Regions from separate parts of the Hordeum vulgare genome. Here regions 1 and 2 are each linked to region 3. The links are chromatin contacts, called in public Hi-C maps. All regions are on one chromosome and are shown on one strand. Each heading gives the region's core, a stretch centred on a gene start, on an enhancer-like site or on the middle of the called end of the contact. The rest is flanking DNA. Distances are from core to core; before and after follow the strand shown.

Evidence for each region. A called contact is a pair of places that touch in the nucleus more often than the background predicts.
Region 1: a Hi-C map of leaf shows a contact between it and region 3, with 2.5 times the contacts expected there. The contact joins the promoter of LOC123445117 here to the enhancer-like site in region 3. A contact is called at or near these places in 3 of 6 Hi-C or Micro-C datasets (leaf and seedling).
Region 2: a Hi-C map of leaf shows a contact between it and region 3, with 2.7 times the contacts expected there. The contact joins the promoter of LOC123445114 here to the enhancer-like site in region 3. A contact is called at or near these places in 4 of 6 Hi-C or Micro-C datasets (leaf and an unstated tissue).

The regions. Positions count from the first base shown.
Region 1 is chr3H:563,915,975-563,918,821 of MorexV3_pseudomolecules_assembly, forward strand. It overlaps LOC123445117 (probable methyltransferase PMT26), which reads left to right and starts at 1,257. Exons shown (of 9, transcript XM_045122051.1): 1 at 1,257-1,485; 2 at 1,984-2,847. The coding sequence starts at 2,097.
Region 2 is chr3H:563,569,243-563,572,087 of MorexV3_pseudomolecules_assembly, forward strand. It overlaps LOC123445114, which reads left to right and starts at 1,444. Exons shown (of 13, transcript XM_045122049.1): 1 at 1,444-1,870; 2 at 1,997-2,076; 3 at 2,663-2,845. The coding sequence starts at 1,764.
Region 3 is chr3H:563,772,359-563,775,081 of MorexV3_pseudomolecules_assembly, forward strand. No RefSeq gene overlaps it. Among protein-coding and RNA genes, the nearest start is that of LOC123445115, 140 kb to the left of the region's middle. Within about 2 kb of position 1,308, at least 2 of the 3 cell types and tissues checked have open chromatin away from gene starts, as enhancers often do. A contact at or near this core is called in leaf, where this site is marked.

The DNA.
Region 1 (2,847 bases), core at 7-2,506, 140 kb after region 3:
AGGTTTGGTGGGATAACACTCAAATGATGGCGGCGACATCTTGTTTAATATGGTCTTCCCGGCTTCAGCCTCATCTTGGCGGCGATGTCGAGAAGATTGTGGGAGTTGTGTGGTTCTTGAGGACTTCTTCTGGCTATGTGGATATCCTGATCATCAATGAGCTTCATAAACGATTCTTCCTCCTTCATCTCCGGAAAGATGTGGTCTTCTTACCCGTTCGACGACTTCCCGCCCGCATCCAACTACGTCAGGCCGACTCAAGAAGGAGCGGTAGTGCGGCACGCTGCCGACATGGTCTAGAGGTTGAAGACGAAGGGCATCTCAAGGATTTCATTATAGTTTTCATTTTTGTTGAGGTGCTTTGTACTGTCCGATGTTTCTTTTAATGCGAGGGTCCTATTCGCAAAAAAACTCGTGCGAGGACGAGGATGGATTTTTTTATCCTCGCGGATGGGGGCATGGACAGAGATATGCATGAAGAGACTGTCACGAGGACAATGATGAGAGTCTAATACATGCCTAGATAATCCCCATTGCCAACTTGACCGAGTATCGAATAAGGAAAACAACGATGGCGGAGCCTTCCATTCACATACTTTTCAAGATGGCATGGAGTCCATGCACGTGGGATGCCACCCTTCCATGAACAACGGCGACAGTCATTTGAGTACAAAGGGCAAAGGCAGAAGTGAAAGGGTCAAACTCCTCTATCGGGGAAAGACAGTAAGATCTTTTTAAAAAAAAATCACTTGTTTGAAACATCTAAAATGTAGAAATGGCTACAAGAAGCATTTTTGTCCAACATTGATGTTTTTTAATTGGTCGACAATATGTCGCTAGATTATGGTTCGCGGACATCTCATCTGTAATGGGATCAACATGATTTATTGGTATTATCAAATAATATAATTAATTTGAATGTGTGTGTGTCCTGGGTTATACATTTTGAAAGAAAAAATCAGAATATTTTGGAATAGATATATATATTTTTCTTCTTATTGAAATAGAGGCAAAAGACATATGAGAATGAGTTTATCTTTCATAGATTTTTTTTTAGTGTTGATTGATATAATCATGCTTTTTTTTAACACTTGATATAATCATGCTTCACTTACTCCGAGCGTGAGTAGACAAAAGTACACGTACTGGCTTGTCACAATAATGCGAGCCCGAGAGGGCAAATCTGCAAAAGATGGCAGCTCATGAGAATCCCACATTTTTAGTCAAGATTCTCGCACTAATTTAACCCGTGCGTACGGCCATCGCCACTGCCCCCATCCATCTCCTTCGCTCGCTCGCACTGTCACACACACGACACACTCCACTGCCTGCCCTCGCTCCTCCCCCTCCCCCTCCCGCACGCTAGCTGGAGGCCAGCCCTTTATAACCCGGCGAGGCCACGCTGCGGATCCAAGCACTCCTCGATCCCCTCGCCCCCTCCTCGAGATCCGCTCGGAGCCGCGCCCCAGCTCCCCGGCCGGCGAGGTACGAACCCACCGACCGACTCCGCATTGCCCGCCTCCCCCTCTTCCCGCCCGCCGGAGCGGATCTAGCTCGAGCTTGTCCGTCCGTCTGATTGGGTGGTGGTCTAGTGCACCGCTGTGCTATGGCGTCCGCTACTAGTTGTGTTAGATTGCGACCCAGCTCGGAGCCAGCTCTGCCCACAGATCCGATTGCGATTCGCGCAAGGGAATAGGGGGATTTGCCTGATTTTTTCCTTCATTAATGCACGCGCTTTGCATCCATGTTTGCATGCTTGCCGATAGAAGGGGATTTGCTTGCCTTTTTCATGGCTTTCCTCTTGGGAAGCGTCGCCTTGGTAGGGAACATGATACGGAAACGACACGCCTTTTTGGGAGTTATATCATTGAGTTTTGTAATGCTCTGCGGATCCGGTGCTTCCTTCTTTAGATCTGGTGGTTTGGTTGGTAGTATAAATTTCTAGTGCTCCGGGCTCTAACGATGTAGTTTAATTTGCTTTAGGTGCGCGCGGTGTGTGGCAGGAAGCAGCAAAGCTCTGCAACCTTTGGTGGATCGAGCTGATATAAACAGGCCGCGTGCAGCGGGGTGGTCCTGTACATGTGCTAGTGGGACTGATGGCATTCGGCCGAGGCGGGAAGATGGACGGCAGGCGGCCCTCGTCGCCGTCTTCGTCGTTGTGCACGACGACCACCGTCGTGGTGTTTGTGGCGCTCTGCGTGGTGGGCGCCTGGATGATGACGTCGTCCACCGTCTTCCCGGTAGAGCCGACTTCAAACAAGAGGTCGGAGCCACTAGAGGTATCAACATCCAATAAGAAGACGGAGGTCAAGGATCAACGCGCAGAAGTTGGCTTTGGTGAAACCGAGGAGACGGCGACATCCGGCAATGCTGGCTCGGAGAAATTCGAGGACACTGACAATAATGACAATGTTCCAGATGAGTCGCATAGTAACAGGGATGCTCCTGAGGAAGAGAAGTTCACTGAGAACACAATGGAGAAGCCTGTGGAGATGTCTGAAGAAAAGGAACCGCCAAAAGAAAAGGAGGACAGCAAGGATTCCTTTGATGATGCGAATGGAAAATCCGAAGGGCATAGTGCTAAGGAGGGTGGGGAGTCTGGCGATGAGGAGGAGAAGAGCGAGGAGAGGAAAGATAAGGAGACCAACACTGACAATGATGTTGAAAAATCTGATGGAGAGAAGAAGGAAGATCAAGAAGGAAAGTCTGAGGATGATGCAACTGAACAGCCTCAAATCGAGGAGAAAGTGGAAGAAAGTGGAGAGAAGGAACCAGCTGCAAAAGCTAACGAGGTATTTCCTGATGGAGCTCAATCTGAACTTCTCAAGGAGTCGAATACCGAGAATG
Region 2 (2,845 bases), core at 194-2,693, 200 kb before region 3:
GCGAGTTGAAGCGACGCCACGCGACGTTCACACCGCGGCGATAGATGAGGCGTCCGTCAGACCGCTGGGTTTTCGAGCGAGTCCGCCTGGGACCCAATCATCAGGCCGACGTGGCGGGCATGCCGCATCCTATATTTGGATTGGATATGAGAGGTGCTAGTCAGCTCGAACGGTTTGAGGCGTCCGACTGCGTTAAAATTTCGTGACCGGCCAGTGACCTGACTGCCTGCCGAGTCGTTTTAAAACGGATATGAGGGGGTTCGATTATAGATGCTTTGATGCGACAAATTAGCTCAACCTGTTGTTCCAAAAGCAAAGTGGAAACTTGCAGAGGAACCGGGTTCTTCCCTGAGAAAAGCACAAAAGGCAGGGGAAAGAAAGGAGCCGAGTACGTGCAGCAGATTGGAGAAAAATTAGGGCATGGCCAACGCGCTGCCCCAATGTGGTGCTCCACGGGTCCAACTCAGTTCGGACTCTGCAACATAGGTTCGGGTGTTGCTTTGTAGGACCAGCGGTCTCTTGCAGAGGAGCTAGCCGCTCCATGAAAGAAGCAAGAGAAAAGAAAGGAAGAGACGAACAAAAGAGAAGAGAGAGTGGGTGGAGAGTGATGAAAGGAGAAGGAGATGAAAAGGAAATTATTGAGGTGGGGTCCATAGAAATGGATCCACCCACCGTTGGGTGATGAAAAATATACACCCTTCATAAACTAATGCCCCCTCCGTCCCAAAATAACTGTCTCAAACCTAGTATAACTTTGTACTAGAGCTAGTACAAAGTTGAGACACTTATTTTGGGACGGAGGGAGTATAAAAAATATTTAAATTACTATTTTAATTATCTAAACACTCTTATATTAGTGTACGGAAGGAGTACATGATAGCTTCATTACTTTATGCATACGTGGAGGTAATGAGGCATCACCAAGTGCTGCCCATTGTACATGCCCAGTGAGACAATGGATGCATTGGGTGGATGGAATTTTTAGCAACTGTTTCGTACGTGGATGATGGGGCAGCACTATGGTATAGCCTCCATTGTACATTCCAGTTTACCCGAAAGAAAAGAAACTTAAACAAAGGAATGGTCACCATGTAGTAGCATGTTTCAAAACCATGTAGTAGCATGTTTCTTTGTTGCGGGAGTACAGGGAGCCCCAGACGGATGGCGTCATGGGAATGGGGAGCAGAGAAGCGCGCCCAGGTTGCCCGATCGACGCTAGGCAGTTCCTGGTCCCGGTCCCAGGGCCTCGCGGAGCTCCGTTTCCCCATCGGGGCAGGCAGGTGATACGCAGTAACGCAGATCGGACCGCACGGAACGTGCTGGCGTCGCACTGCAGCGCCAAGTGCGCACACGCGGCCGTCGACGTCAGTCACGCGAAACGCGATCGACCGCGAAGCGACCCGCCACGCCACGCGGCGACCGGACAGGCGACACTTGGCTCTGCCTCTCCCTCTCCCTCGACCGGAAACGGCCATCCCCAAACCTGAACCCCGACGCTCCTCCGCCTCCCCACTCACCAGCCACCTCACCAGCGACCTCAACCCCGCGGCGTTCGATCGACTCCTCCTCCTCCCCCTCCCCTCTCGGGGCGCATTAACGCCTTCCTAATCAGTTCCCCTCTCGCATCCCCGCACCAATCCGCGCCCGCACCAATCCATTTCCGCCCCCCTCGAATCCCCAAACCCTACCCGCCGCCGCGCCGCCCCGCCCACCCACCGCCGCGGCCCGCCCGCCCGCCCGCCGCGCGGGGCCAGGGGGGAGGGATGGGGGAGGAGAAGATGGGCGGGTGGAGGAGGACGCTCGGCGACGTGGCCGAGTTCCAGTGCTTCGTCTGCAAGGACGCCGGCGACGTCCGCGTCTGCGACTTCAGGTCCGCCCCGCCCTCCCCCGTCTTTATCCCTCCTCTGTACCCTCGGTCGTCGCCGCGGTGGGTGCGCGCGGAATCATCGCTGTGAACTTCGCTGGATATTAATTGCCCTGTCATGCCGCGTTTCAGGAACTGCCTCAAGAGCTACCACCCGGGCTGCGTGGGGAAGCCGGACGACTTCATTGATTCCAGTGACCGATACGTTTGTGGTTAGCGCTTACGCTTAATGAGTCCTAGTTGGTTCACCACGCGTGGCTGCTGCACTGCGTTTGTGCACTTGTTATGCTGCGTGCTCATATACATTTGTGGTGACCGCTTATGCTGAATCATCCCTAGTTATTTCACCATGCATGACTGCTGTGGAACCGGCACTACATCGGGCACCTGTTATTCTGTTCTGCGTGCTCAAATTCAGTTACTCGTTCCTTGTTCACGGCGGAGAATCCTAGATCATATATCCTGCATATGTGTGAAATCCCTGTTGTTCATGCCCTTGTCCTTTTCTTCCATGAAAAGGAAAATGCTGTTTGATGCTTAACCTTTTAGAACGCATGCTTTATCATTGTTCCAGCATCATGCAGCATGATAGTGAACCGTGTTCCAGCGCTGCAATATCCCAACTAGAAACTCCGCATGCATAAACAGAACATGTTACAACAGAAGTTCATATTCTTGGTGTCCACTTTACAGTCTTGATTATTACCATATATATCTTGAATTTATCAAATGTTTCTTTTACTTCTGTCCTGTAAAATAATGGCATTGGTTCTTGCACCTAATTTTAACTATTTTCAGATTGGCACAAATGTGCTAAATGCAGAAGTGATGCACTCTATTTATGTTTGTGCTGTCCAAGTTCCTCCACTTGTGGAGTCTGCTTTGGAAAAGTTGATTTCGTCCCAGTGAAGCAGAGCAAGGAAATCAGCGTGGGGTTCTGCCGCAGCTGTTTTAATATGGCAGTAGCGACTGAGAAAGATG
Region 3 (2,723 bases), core at 58-2,557:
GCTGACTAGGAGCTCTATATGAGTGCGGGCGTCGCTCAGATCGCCAGCTCGTGGCGCCAACTAGGTTACCCGCACGATACTAACATACGCTTGGCCCAGCTCATGGCACAAACTAGCCTTGCCTCAAGCTAGCACATGGTGATTCTTCATGAATGTTCTTAAACTCGCAAATGGTGTCAGGATTATAACTTTTTATTTTGTTTTAAGTGGTGTCATTATAATCCCAAAATTCGCAAATATTCTTAGGTTGCCGGGATTATAATTTTTTGATTTGTTTTAAGTGGTGTCAGTTATAATCCCAAAATTCGCAAATTAGGTTGCGGGGATTATAAATTTTTGATTCGTTTTATGTGGTGTAAGTTCAAGTCAATTTGAACAAAATGTCCTGAACTAAGGAAACGTGAACATAAAGGAAAAAATCACAAATTTGGAAAAGAATGCTGATTCAAAAATATTCTCAAATTCACAAACTTTCATGAATAAAAAAACAGAAATGAAAGGAAAGCGGGAAAAACTTATATTATATATATTTGAAAAAGGATCATGAATTCAAAAAAAATCTTTAATTCATATATGTTTATGAATTCAGAAAAACTCATGAGTTACAAAAATAACGAATTAACAAATTCCAGAATTTTGAAATATGTTCATGAGATCCAAAAATGTTCCTGAAATAAAACACTGCTCAACATTTCAATAATATTGACGAATTCATTTTTTTACGGGATTTAAGAAATGTTCACAGATTCAGGAACTATGCACTAATTCAAAAATAAATATAAAGAATTCAGAAAATGTTAAAGGATTTGTAAATTGTTCGCACATTCAAAGATGTTTTAGAACTACAAAAAACTTCATGAAAATCTATGGATAGAGAATTCATTCATGGATTTGAAGAAATGTTCACAAATTCGTAAAAGATTCGTGATTAGAAAAACTATTTGTGAATTCGAAAAATTCTCTCGAAATTTCCTGAAATTGTGAACACATCTTGAATTTCTGAGCATTAAAAAAACTTGAACTGTTTTGTGATATTATCAACCATTTTAATTTTCAAGCATTTTTTGAGTTTGTTGTTCCTTTTTTAAAATTTGGAAAGAAAACAAGGAAGCATAGAAAAGAACAAATAGCAGAAAAATATAAGGAAAATAGAAAAGAAATTCAGGAACTTTGGAGAAGGTTCCCAAAACTGATTAGGATCCTTTCAGAAAGTTTTTATAATTGGCCGGCCTGCCTAGCCTACGCGAGTGAGTGATTGCTACCAGCGATATATGACGGGAGCTCCGAATCAGCGTTTCAGGCGCCCGTTAACCTGGACCGGACCACTAGCATCGTCGCGAGCTGTCTATCTTTTTGTGCTGTTTTTATTCTGTTGATACAGTAGAGAAAAATAGCCCAGATTTTCTATTTGTTACAATAATAGAAATATGAAATAACCAAATATTTACATATTTAAATAAAAAGGTTCATCCATTTCAAAAAAATCATATCTTTCAAAAAGGTTCATCTGTTTTAAAAAAGTTCATCAATTTAAAAAAACGTTCATTAAAATTTTAAAAAGTTCATCCAATTTGGATAAAGTTCATTAAATTTGTCAACAAGTCATTAAATTTGAAACTAGTTCATAGAAATACAAAAAAACTTGTATTTAAAAAAAATCATTGAACTGATACAAAAATTCATAAATATTAAAGAAGTTCATCAATTTTTAAAAAGTTCACCGGTATTCAAAACAATTCATAGAATTTCAAAGTTGATCGAATTTTAGAGTAAAGTTTATCAATTTTAAAAGATATTCATTAAATATTTATAAAAGATCATTAATATTTAAAAAACTTCATTGAATTTTTGGAGAAATGGTTGGTCACCCGGCATCTAGATGGAGAGGCCCATTTAAGAACGCTGCAGGCGTCAGTTAACAATATGCACGTTAACTGAGGCCTGCAGCGTCAAATAGGAAATGCCATATATGAGAGCCGCGTTGGAGTTAAAAGTTCAAAAGTTGCTAACGACCGTTTCTATTTAGCGTTTCAGGCACCTGTTAGTTGTGTTTTTGTAAAAGGACTCGTAAAGCACTTCCATGATGGCCAGCCCATCTCCTCATTCTTCTTCCTAATTTTTAGACGCAAGCAAGGCACCGTGGCAAGTGACTGAACCTGTAACCTCGGCTACGAGCTAAGCTACCCTAACCACTGCACCACATTGCCCGTTATGTTAACTTGTATCATATTACTTCCTTTCTTCATTCATCTTTCCTTTTCGTTTTCTCGTTCTTTAATTTTTAGTTTCTGATTTTTATTTTTTTAGTTTTTGTGGTCCGATGATTTTTGTAATAATTCCTGAACTTTTTCTTAAAATTGATGAATAAGGAGTAAAATTCAATGAACCTTTAAACTTTAATGAATTGATTTTTCAATTTGATTTTTTCAAATTCAATTATTTTTAAAAAATCAATGAACTGTTTTTCCAAAATAAACATATTTTTTAAAGTCCATAATCTTGAATAAACTTTATTTCAATTCCAATGAATTATTTTCAAAATCCACGAATGTTTTTCAAATATAATGAAATTCTTTGAAAGTCAATGAGTTTTTTTTCAAATTTAGAAATCAATGATTTTTTATTCGAATTCAATAATTTTTTTCAATGTTGTTAAACTCCTTTTCAAAATCGTTGAACCTGTCGCAAATTCGATGGACTTTTTTTTTCAAATTGATGAGCTG